Linked DNA regions of Mus musculus: region 1 is linked to region 2. A link is a contact called in public promoter capture Hi-C data. All regions are on one chromosome and are shown on one strand. Each heading gives the region's core, a stretch centred on a gene start, on an enhancer-like site or on the middle of the called end of the contact. The rest is flanking DNA. Distances are from core to core; before and after follow the strand shown.

Region 1 (6,469 bases), core at 633-3,132, 84 kb after region 2:
TGTAACCCTTGGTTTATTTATAGCTCAGCAGGTTTATTTTTGGAACCGGTATCTGTTATTATGGGGTTGGCAACACCAAAGTCTAAGGCCCTAGACACCTGGTAAGACTTTAGACAGACACCGTAGCTGAGTTTTTAGGTCAGAGTTCGTTCATGACTGTTGCAGTCAAGGTTTGCTCTCAGGTCCTTTCAGTATTCAGTGTCCTGAGGAGGTAATTCGCTTCCTCTGTCCTCGACTCCAGCAGTCTGAGTTCCGGTCCTCCTGATAGAGGAGGGTTTGGTTGGGGCACAGGAGTAGAAGGAGTAATCCAGAGTTTAACCAGAGCGAGGAAGGAAGGGAGAACATATTCTTTGAAGAAGAGCCATTCAGGCCTGAAGAGATGGCTTAGTGGTTAAGAGCACTGGCTTCTGTTCCTTAGGAGCAAGGTTCAATTTGTACTACCTACGTGGTGGCTCGGAACTTTCTGCAGTTCTACTCCCAGGGGATCTCACACTCTTTTCTTTGCAAAGCTTCTGGAATCAAGCTTGTGTGTGGTGCAGACACATACATGCAGACAAAACATCTCTATACATAAATCAAATAAATAAAAGAAAAAATAAGAATGCTAAGTCAAGCGAAACAGCTATGGCTTCAACTGTGACAAGTGGGGGCCTTATACTGCTCTGTTCCATACAGTCTTTCCTTGTGTCTTCTCCAGTGTGGACTCTTTTAGAAATGTTGTGTGTTTCCTTTAGACGTTCATTACCCTAGAATTCAGTGTCATAAGTAGTTGTGAAATTGTAGACTTTGCCTATGCTTAAAAAGTACCTGTGAAGTTGAAAAATTTACTAGAGGAAAGGGAAACAACACCTTGTGAAAAATCCCCTGGGGAGGAAGTCTTGAGGTTGCTTAATTTTGATCTATTAGGGACCCCTAGCCTCCATAGTCCCTCATTTCTTGTTTGGGGAGCCCTGAGTTGGCGAGTCTGGACTTCTCCACTGACCTCTGCCCTTATCTTGCTCTATCAACCACCAATCAAGTACCCTTAACTCTGTTTCAGGACTTTGAGATTGCTTTTATCTGCCAACCTTTGAGCTGGTCCACCCATTGTTCTTTATGTCCGCGCTTTGGTGTGATGTTGGCTCCTTTTACTTGTCTAATAATGGGGAGCATGGCCATGGGAGGGTTCAGTGATTGCTAAGTCCATGACTTGCCGATCTAGGGTTTCTGAACAGCATACACTCCTGTTAAGGTCAAGTCGCCATTTGATCCTGGGAAGACAAGCCATTGCAGGCTTGTTCATTCTTGCCTGTACCCCTGTGCTCATAGCACTTCAGTCTGACTCCTTTCATCCTCACAAACCCGCTGAACTCTGACCCTTTAGTTGCCAGGTGTATTTTCCCAGCCAGGACATCTATCTCTTCAGTCTGACCATGGCTGGATTCTCTGGTCTAGTTTGGAATTGTTTCTATCCAGGGGCTGGGCTGCTAAGGGAGAGGACTGAATGCTGCAAGACTGTAGTCGGTGAGCAGAGGCATTCCAGAGACAGGTCTGCAGTTCTGCAGTTCTGCAGTGAGGAATTCTGCATGCTGCACTCCCACCAGTGAGATGTGCAGAGATCCCTGGGAGATGCTCAGGGAACATCCTGAACACCATCCTGGCACCTGTACTTCCTCCTTCACGCTTTTATCAGCAGACTGTTGCCCTTGGAAGGGCCCAGAGTCACCTTTGCCCTTGACTCAGAGGTGCTGCATCCTAAATGCAACCTGCCTGTGTGTGTTGCCCTGAGTCTTTCCCCTCCACTCCAGTCTGGCCCCGCCCAACTTGTTTTGGCCTGATGCCCAGGCAGGGAGGAAGTGGCTGAGCCTGGGAGGGATTTGATTGGTTCAGTCCAGCCTAACCCAGCCTCCCACACAGCTTCCTGAAGTTAGGAAGCAGGGGATAAATGCTTTTCACAGGACTGGGGAGAAGGTCTTAGAGGACCAGCAGCTCCTGAGATAAGGTACCGACTTGGGCTCTGAGGCAAGACAGGGTCCTGACTCTGATCAGGATGAGTTTATCAGTGTTGGGGTGGCTCCATGGAGACAATTGGCACAAGTGAGCCTGGGTTCCTGGATAACCGTTTGTGCTTCAGGCAGAGCCATCCCAGACTTCAACAGCTCTTGTCTGTGTGTTCCCTGCCTCCTTCTCTCTCTCTCATTCTGTCTCTTCCTGTATCTCCATCCCCTTCCCTGCTCTACTCCCTGCTCTACTCTCCAGTTTCTGCCCATGCTCAAAATTCTGAAGTTTTCCAGGTTCCTCTTCCAAACCTCAGAATCTCCTCCTGTGTCTGTCTGCTCAGCAGGATGCTGCGGCTAAGTGTGTCTGGGCTGGACCTGGGCTCTGTGGTGACCTCGTCATGGCATCTTCTGCTGCTTGGAGTGGCTTCCTGGATTTTGGCCAGAATCCTTGCCTGGACTTACTCATTCTATGAGAACTGCTCCCGCCTCAGTTGTTTCCCTCAGCCTCCTAAAAAAAACTGGTTTTCAGGTCACTTGGGCATGGTGAGTATGGCGGCAGATAGGCTGGGGGTACCGGGGTGTATGTGTTCCCTAGGCATCAGGAAAGGTCTGGAGCCTGTAGCAGGGAGAAGCAAAGAAAGTTATTTGGGCCCCTATTCTCATCACAACCCCACATTCATTTATCTTTCTTTCCAAGTTGTGCTCATCAGCCTTTCTCTCTTACCTGGCACCAGCCTACTGTGGGCCATACTCTCAGCAGGACTGAGGATTCCTCAAGTTCCTGGATATGTGTCATAGTCAGTGGATCCCATGGCGAATAGCACAGAGTAGTGGCATCCCTGGTATATTCTGTTTCACTGCTGGATTTGAGATCTTCCTTCAGTATGTCCAAGGTCTTGCCTCCTGCCTGGCTCATCTCTCTTGGTTTCAGATCAGTGACTGTATCTCTCTGGGTTGCTATTTGCCCTGTAGGATTCAGCTGCGATTTCTTACCTCCACCTACTGTTTGGGTGCAGAAGAGAGATTGTAGTTTTTTTCCCTTCCACTTCTTGGCCACTGTCCTTCCTCATTTTGCCCTCTGTCCTGAAGATGCATTAGTGGGCTCCATTATGCAATGTAGGTCAAGGATGAACACTTTTTAACATTGGTAGTGATTATCTGAAGTGCTTAGGGTTTGTGCATGCTAAGCAATGACTTTATTCCAAAGGCACATCACAGCATGACCATTTTCTCTCTGGTCTCATCATAATGACTACACTTCCTACTCAGTACCCTTCCCTGGTCACCAGGTCCCCTTGCTCCATGCTGCTCCATGTTGCAGAACCACATCTTGGGATTAGATCACTCATAATAGAGATATCATCACCAATGCCATACATTCAAGTACTGCTTCTCTCAACAGAATCCTCTTTCCTACCAACATTCTCATGTAACCATTGTTATCCAATGTCTTCTCAGCATCACCATCCTTTATGCATACTAACCTATCAGCTTCCTTACAGTTCCCTTTCATCTCCCCATGAGTTCAAATTCCTATCAAGATTTCAAGTGTGAGGTTCTTGACAATTCATTTTTCCTTTAAGCATTTGGAAAAGTGTTGCTTTTGATGCCCCCAAACTCCCATATGTTGTGTTTTGTTATGCACAGTGATACTGTAGAGTCAGGTGACATGTTTCTTCCCATTCTTATACCTCCTATGTGGTCTTGGTGCACTAAATCTCCTGTCTGTTGCTCCTCCTCTTCCTCTTCCTCCCCACTACTACTACTACTACTATTTCTTCTTCTTCTTCTTCTTCTTCTTCTTCTTCTTCTTCTTCTTCTTCTTCTTCTTCTTCTTCTTCTTCTTCTTCTTCTCTTCTCCTCCTCCTCCTCCTCCTCCTTCTCCTCCTCCTTCTCCTTCTCCTCTTTCTTTCTCCTCCGCCTCCTCCTCTTCTTCCTTCTCCTCCTCATCCTCTTTTTCCTCTACTTCTTGTTCTTCCTGTTCTTGTTCTTATTTTCCTTGTTCTTCTTTTTGTTCGTCTCTTTCTCCTTCTCCTCTTCCCCTCTTCTTCCTTCTCCTACTTCTTCTACTTCTTCTTCTACTTGTACTTCTTCTACTTGTTTTTGTCCTTCTTGTTCTTCTTTTTGTTTTTCTTCTTGTTTTTATTTTTCATATTCTACTTGTACTTTGCTTTTCTGTGTAGCTTTGGCTCTCTTGGAACTTGTTCTGTACACCAGGATGACCTACCTAAAACTCACAGAGACCTGCATCTGTTTCCCAAGGGATTATGTGCTTGTGCCAACTCCATCAGGTTTCTGCCATCTGATTATAGACACAGGATCATTGTCATTGTTTGTTCCCTTCCCTGCTTGTTTCTCATTTCTCTTACCCTTGATTGCCATGTCCCCGAGTCCTGGCTCTGTCTCCTTCATTTCCTCACAGCTCTCTGATGGTTTTTCCACCTTTCCTGGTAGCTCCTATTTGGCTCCAGAATTAAATCCTTCTTGGTCTCCTCTTTGCTCCCTGAGGTCCTTCTCTGTCCACTGCTAGATCCCCTTCCCTCTGACCTTTCCACATGACTCCTCTGTCACCTTCTCCCATTTTCCCTCTGTTGTCTTTTTTGAAGCTTTCTCCTTACCCTAGGGACACAACTCCTAAGTCATTCATCAGTTTCCTCCTTAGATGACTTCCAAGTTCACACTTCTCTGGAACTTGGGATCAATATTTGGAGAACTTTGTGATTGTTTGCTGCAATTCTTTGGAAATTCCTGCAGAAAACTGGTCTTGATAGGCTGTGGTGAATTAGGGACAAGTGAGAGAATTGGATGGGATGAAATTAACTCTAATTTACACCTAACGGGAGGGGAGGATGGAGGAGTGAGGAAGGAAAGGGGGAAGAGGTGAGATAGATGATTTAGCTGTAGAAAAAAATCTCATAGAGAAAAAGATACATTCAGGAGAAAGGGGAGAGGGAGCGATCAGATGAAATGGAGAAGAATCAGAATAATGATAAAGAAATACACACACACACACACACACCACACACACACACAGACACACAGACACACAGACACACACACACACACACACACACACACACACACACACACACCACACACACACACACACACACACACACACACACACACACACACACACACCACACTGAGATCTACCACTCTAATCACCTTCTTCTGCTGTTAGTTACCTATCACATCTTTCAATGTAATCTACCTTTGTTGTCTATCATGTATCTGTCTCTATATATTCTATATATCCCTCAGTAGCCTATCATCCATCTGTCTACCATCCTCCTCTTCCCAATCAATCCCTCTATCAAGTAGTAAGTCACCTACTTCAGACTCTGGGTGTAAATCTATCTGTCTGTCCATCCATCCATCCATCCTTCCGTCCATACATTGATCCTTCACTTATTTATATCTACATCACAAAACAAAGGGATGAGCAGAAGGATGTGTCAGAGAGGGATGTGGATAGACTCATGTGTCCAGGAAGGGATTCAGTGACTCATCAAGAGATTGGAATGAGTCATCCAAGCAGGATGAGCATGTTGGGCAGAAAACAGGAGCACCTATGACACCATGCATGTACTGGCCTCAACCTTCTCCATCTCCAGATCCAGAGCAATGAGGAAGGCATGCAGCTGGTTACCGAAATGGGCCAGACTTTCCAAGATGTCCATCTCTTTTGGCTGGGACCAGTGATCCCTGTGCTGAGGATTGTTGACCCTGCATTTGTTGCCCCCCTGCTCCAGGCCCCAGGTATCCATTCTAGGATCCCAACCATTGGCTTCTTCTCTGTCCCTTATCTCAGCTCACTCTATCCCCGGATTGACCAGGCTGAGCAGCAGATGGGGCTGAATCTGACAGTGGCCATGTCTCTGTGGCTAACCTGTTGAGTGACTTTGGATAAGGTCCTGAGTCTCTCTTGCTGCTACAATCTGAGCTGTGAGTGATAGAAACTTAACCCAGTCTGATCTAAGGCAGGGAAGAAATGTATTGGATGGGATCTACTTTGTGGTAGAACACTTGCCTACCATGAACAAAGTACCAGGTTCCATTTGAGAACTGGGAATAATAACCTATGTCTTAGATGAAACGTACATGTGTATGCTTATGGCTGTGGTTGCATGTGTGTTGGTCCATATTCATGTGTGTGTGCATACATGTGGAGGATAGTAGACAACATGAGTTGCTATCCTTGGAACTCTTATCTTTTTTGATACCAGACCTCTCTCTTCTCTGGAGCTCACCCATCCATCTGGTCTGTCTGGCCAGTAAGCCCCAGGGATTCTCCTATCTCTACCTTCCCACCAGTAGCAACAGCATACAAACATTTAAAGATATTTATTTTTGAGGCCATTATTTATTATTTTGAGATATTTTGTAGCTCTAGGTGACGTGGAGTCCACTTTATAGACAAGGCTGATCTAGAACTCACAGAGACCCACCTTTGTCTGCCTCCTGAGTGTTGATATTAAAGGCATGTT
Region 2 (5,817 bases), core at 207-2,706:
CAGTTGCCTGCCACCCACCAGCCTGCTCAGCCCTGCCATATGGTCTGTCTCACATTCAAGGGTGGGTCTGACTGGATACTTCTGAAGCAGATGGGCTGGCCAAGGACAATATCCTGCTGCAAGGTCAAGTGCCTATGAATGGGTGGGTTTGGTTGAGGTGGGACCTGAATAGTCTAATGCTTCTGGAGACCCTCCCCTCATCTTGTATTTTTGCATCTGTTCATTTAAACTGTATATATTTAAGCTACATTATTTACATTATTTTGTGTACATGAGTGTTTTGTCTGTATGTTTGTATGAGCATCATGTGCATGCCTGGTGCCCTCCAGGTCAGAAGATGTTGTTGGGTCCCTTAGAACTGGCATTGGAGATGGTTGTGAGCTGTCATTTCTGTATTCACTAAGGTAGTGTGTGGGTCACAGTGGTCTGTGGTGGGCCTGTAGAGGTCAGGGACATCTTGTGGGAGTTGGTTCTCTCCTTCCATCACGAGTCCTAGGGATGAACTCAGGGAGTCATGCTCGGTGGTGATTGCTTTTACCTTGAACTCTGGTGGCCTCTTTTTGTTTTTCCTTAGAAAAATTTTATTATTCTTATTTAAAGATTTGTTTTTTTATCATTTTTGATTATGTGTAGTGTATCCACCTGTGTGAAGATGTATACACATGGATGCAGAGCCTCTGGCTCCTTCAATCTCCTGGAACTGGAATTACATACAAGCAGCTGTGAACAAGTGTTTTACATCTCTGACCCAGTTCTCCAGAGCCCCTTTTCTTCATTACTCTATCTCTCCTCTATCTGTCTGTCCGTCCATCCATCTAATCTATCTATCTATCTATCTATCTATCTATCTATCTATCTATCTATCTATCTATCTATCTATGGTTTCCTTAAGTAGTCCAGGCTGGGCTGGAATTTGTGATTTTTCTGCTTCCAAGTCCTGGGACAGTGGATTGAGGGGATTGTTTGGACTGAAGGAACAGCTGCAGAATCCGGCCCAGGAGGGCAGGTAGGGCAGGCTCCAGGAAAAACAAGTAGCCCTCCGCCCTGGGGCTGATGGAGTCTGAGAACTCTTGAGAGGCCCCAAAGAATACTCCTGTGGAACAGTGAGAGTCTCGGAGGTGATGGTGCAGGAAGTCCTGTGCAAGCTTGGGAACCCGTTCTGGTATTGGAGATGAGTGACCCAGAGTGGAAATGAGGCTCTGATAGGAGTCAAGACCAGGGAGTCGGAAGGGTCAGGCTCTTAGTTGTCTGCATTTTCACGCCTCCCTCTTTGTCTGTTAAGCTCTCTCTTTCTCTGTCTGTCTCAGCCTCCTTGTCTCAGGTTTGCATCTTGGGGGCCAGACTTGCAAGCAACCGGGCAGGGGCGTTGCCAGTATGGGCGTGGCCCCGGAGTTGTGAGGCGGGGCTCAGCGCTCAGCCCGAAGCTTGTAAAGGGCTGGGGCTCAGCCCGGCAGGTTTAAAGGGTTGGGGCTGTCAGACTGCACTGTCAAAGAAGCGGATCTGGATCGAGAGCGGCAGGCTGAGACCCGGGTGAGTGTGTGGGTCCAGCGACTGTGGCCTTAGCGGGGCGGGGCGGGGCGAACATCAGTGGGCACAGCTAATTTCAGGACCCCACGACCAGTGATGAGGTTGAGTGACCAGGAGCAAGATGTTGCTGTATCCCCAAAGGTTGCTGGGATTATGCTCATTTTTATTTCCTGAGCGCGCTCTGGTGTCCCGGGAGTCGCTTCTTTTTGAGTGCGGGTTGTAGAAAGAGAGGGGGCACTTTTTGGCTAGAGATTTCTGTTCTGGGACACCTCCTTATAGGGTTTGCCTGAGTCGTTGATGTATTTATTGTCTTGAAGAGAAAGCCTGAGCTGGGCGTGTATTTCTGGGACACAAGTTTTTTTTTTTCAGCATATTTGAAGCTGTCCATCTTGCCGATGGGTCTTTTGGTTGTGGTCCAGCCGCAGTCAGGAATGCTGTGCTCATCCACAGAAGTGTCAGCATCTCCAAGTTCCCTTCTTTGCAAATAAAACAGTGGTCCAGCCTCTCTACCTTTGTCTATGAGCCCCGAAAGTTAGTCAAAGATTTGTCCTGTAAGTGCTGTCTGGTGTTTCAGGGGCCTGGCCCAGACTGGTTTAGAACTATTGATGGGCTGGCCACCTTGGTCTCTGAAAAGGGTTGTGGCTCACTACTTGGGGAAATCTCTGGCTTGAAGTGAGAGATAAGGAGGAAGAGGCTGCCTTTGGCTCCCGCATAGGCAAGAGTCCCTTTATTGGTTAATATACCTCCACAGTTCATTGTGCATTCATTACCCCACAGTTAAGCCTTCTTTCCCTCCCCTCCCACCTCCCAATTTCTCTGTCTTGAAGCTGACTCCAGCAAGAGCCTGTAACATCTAAGTGCCTTGAAGATGAAACCCCCTGAGATCCCTGCCCAGACCCTGATTTGATTGTGGGGGGAGATGAGGGCTGGAGCAGGGGATTACAGACATTCAGAGGGCAAGCTGGGATTGGAACAAACAAACCCTGGCTGACCTCAAAATCCTGGGCCACTTTCTGATGGCCTCGACATCTCTGTAGAGCCCAGCTTGGGTTTCCGAAAGGTAACATTAGCTATGGGCTCATGTCTTGGCGGTGACCAGAGTTGGTAACCACAGAGGGGCTTGGATGACCTGGGAAACATTCAGAGAATGAGACCTCATCTCTCCTATTCAACTAGCCTTGGACTTTATTCTGTAAGTCCCAGATGTCTAGGTAGCAAGGATGGACATGTTGACAGCATCAGGTGGCCCTACCTGAGAATGAGTAAGCACTTTCTTTGTTTACTTTTGCTTTTAATTTGTGTGCGTCTGTGTCTGTGTTTGTGTATGTCAGCACAAGAGTGAAAGCTACAGAACAGCTTTCAGCAGTCTGTTCTCTCCTTCAAGCACGTGGGTGTCAGGGACTGAACCCAGGTTGTCCAGCTTGGCAGTAGGTACTTTTACCCACTGAGCCATCTTGATGGCTCATATATATTCTATATGTCATCATATCTCTGTGAGGTGGAGAAATATGATTCCTGTCTGAAGCAACTGGGGCTCAGAGAGGTGTGGACACTTGCCTCAAGTGGCACGGTTACCAGGGAGAGGGCACTATGGAATCCCTTCTGTGGCTTGGGTCCAAGTGTGCCGTGTTTGCAATGGTATGCAGAGGTCATTACGTCCCAGGTTGCCACTGCCTTCAAACTTCTTTTAAAGGCAGTGCTTATTTTGGGATGGGACAAAGAATATACACGTTTCAAGCTTTTTTTTTTTTTTCTTAAAGACTGAACTGTTTTTATTTTTCCCATTTTTTAAAGATTTATTTATTATTATATGTAAGTACACTGTAGCTGTCTTCAGACACACACCAGAAGAGGCCATCAGATCTCATTACAGATGGTTGTGAGCCACCACGTGGTTGCTGGGATTTGAACTCAGGACCTTTGGAAGAGCAGTCAGTGCTCTTAGCCGCTGAGCCATCTCTCCATCCCCGTTTCAAGCTTTTATGGGGCTTTTCTCTACTTGATTTTACAACTTGGCTCTATCCTCAGTTGTTACAACTGACCCTGAGCTTTCCCTCAGATTTCCAGAAATTTGGGCTGTTTTCAATCCAGACCTGGAGTGTGGCCCTTTGATGTGGAGGACTCTCTAGGGGCAGGTAGATATTTTATATTGAGAGTAAAGGGTAGGCTGGGACAGGAAACAGATAGGCTGGGAAAGGGGAGCTGTTTTGTGGGGTGATGTGTCAACTTTGGGATGTTCCCTGGCCAATACTTGACCCTCAAGAAAAGGCAGTATGCAGTGCCTGGCACTGGCCAGGATCCATATCCTGGGTTCTTTTTTGTGATCCCACATACCTTGTATAACAAGTCCCTGACTGGCAATTTACCAGCCTAACCAGTCAAACTAGGCTCCCTGGGTGTGGGCTGGGCTGGGCTGCAGGGTTGGTCGTTGGTACCACTGATGCCAGATAAGGCAGTTCTAAGCAGAAGGGGTGGAGTGCTAAGGCACTCCCGGGGCAGACTGGGATGACAGTAGGGTCTGGTTCATGGAAGAAATGGCCCTGCTAGCCTTCCACAGGCTTCTTAGGGTGCTGCTTTAAATTTGTTCCAACTTTTATTTTGCTAAGAGAGTGTCTCTTGCAGCCCAGGCTGGCTTCAGACTGACTATGTAGCTGAAGATGCCCTTGACCTTCTGATTCACCTGCCTCTACCTCCCAGGTGCTGGGATTACAGGCAGTGCCATCACATCTAGTGTTCTGTGATGCTGGAGATCAAACACAGAGCTTGCATACTAGGCAAGCACCCCACTAACTGAGGCACACGCTCAGTCTCATTTCCTTTACTTCTGCAAAAATACTAATAAGCTGTAGGCATCAGTTTATGCCTGTTATCCCAGCACTTTAGAGGCTGAGTGAGGTAGGAGGATTTTGAGTTCCAGGCCAGCCTGGGCTATTGAGAAAGTTTGTCCTAGCCTAGGCTATAAAACACTATTTCTTTTCTTTTCTTTTCTTTTCTTTTCTTTTCTTTTCTTTTCTTTTCTTTTCTTTTCTTTTCTTTTCTTCTTTCCTTTTCCTTTCCCTTTTTCTTTTCTTTTTTTCTCCTCCTCTCTCCCTCACCCTTCCTCCTTTTCTCCCTCCCTCCCTCCCCACTTCTCAGAGACAGAGTATCTTTTTGTGTAACCTTGGTTGTCCTGGAACTTGCTCTGTAGACTAGGCTGGCCTCAAATTCACAGTCATTTGTCTGCCTTTGCCTCTTGAGTGTTGGGATTAAAGATGTGCATCACCACCACCCAGCAAGACACTATTTCAGTCCAAAACCATTCCCAACAACTTCAAGAGATAAATCCAGTTGTTGTTTCTCTCTCTCTCTCTCTCTCTCTCTCTCTCTCTCTCTCTCTCTCTCTCTCTCTCTCAGGGTCTCACTATGTAGTTTTGGCTATTCTAGAACTCCCTTTGTAGACCAGGCTAGCCTTGAACTCACAGAGATCTACCTGTCTCTGCCTTCTGAGTGGCTGGGATTAAAAGTGTGTACCACTATACCCAGCCCCAAAATTTTAAATTTTACTACATTTATTTATAGAGTGTGTGTGTGTGTGTGTGTGTGTGTGTGTGGTGTGTGTTGGTAAACACCTTTTCATACTGAGCCTGAGCCTTCTTGTTGGATCAATATTGCCTTAAAAACCAAACCAAACCAAACAACAGTCTTACTGTATAGCTCATGCTGGCCTTAAACTCTTGATCATCCTGCATCCTACCTTGGCCTCCCAAATGCTGGGATTGCAGCCTGCACCACCACACCTGGCTATTGTGTTGTTGCTACTCTTTTATATTTGTAACGATTTGTGCAAACATATATATATGTGTGGTTGTGCACATGAGTGTAGGTACCCGTGGAGGGCAGGAAAGAGTGTCAGGTCCTCTGGAGCTGGAGTCGGAGGCACCTGGGAGACCCCACTATGGGTGCTGGGAACTGAACTCTAGTCCTCTGGAAGAACAGTATATGTTTTTAATCTGGGTTCCTGGCATTGAACTGAAGTCATCAGGCATATGTGGCAAACACTTTTACCCACTGAACGATCTTTTGGGACCCATATGTGCATTTTTTTATTGAGGCTTAGCTACTTACTATAAAATTAACTATTTTGTTAAGGACAGAATCCATGGCCTTGCACACACTCTCATGCCTTGACACACACTGTCATGTTCTTGCACACATTGTCATGCCCTGGCACACACTGTCATGTTCTTGCACACATTCATGCCCTGGCACACACTGTCATGTTCTTATACACACTGTCATGCCCTGGGACAC

Evidence for each region. Capture Hi-C pulls out chosen DNA fragments and counts their contacts.
Region 1: a promoter capture Hi-C map of adipose tissue shows a contact between it and region 2. The contact joins the promoter of Cyp4f16 here to the promoter of Cyp4f39 in region 2. A contact is called at or near these places in 1 of 15 datasets of contacts at CTCF or cohesin (the NIH/3T3 cell line), 1 of 115 datasets of contacts at active chromatin or transcription factors (embryonic stem cells) and 3 of 9 other capture datasets (adipose tissue, liver and pancreatic islet).

The regions. Positions count from the first base shown.
Region 1 is chr17:32,534,675-32,541,143 of GRCm38.p6, forward strand. Cyp4f16 (cytochrome P450, family 4, subfamily f, polypeptide 16) reads left to right here and starts at 1,883. Exons shown (of 13, transcript NM_024442.2): 1 at 1,883-1,981; 2 at 2,324-2,522; 3 at 5,597-5,741. The coding sequence starts at 2,325.
Region 2 is chr17:32,451,267-32,457,083 of GRCm38.p6, forward strand. It overlaps Cyp4f39 (cytochrome P450, family 4, subfamily f, polypeptide 39), which reads left to right and starts at 1,457. Exons shown (of 14, transcript NM_177307.3): 1 at 1,457-1,530.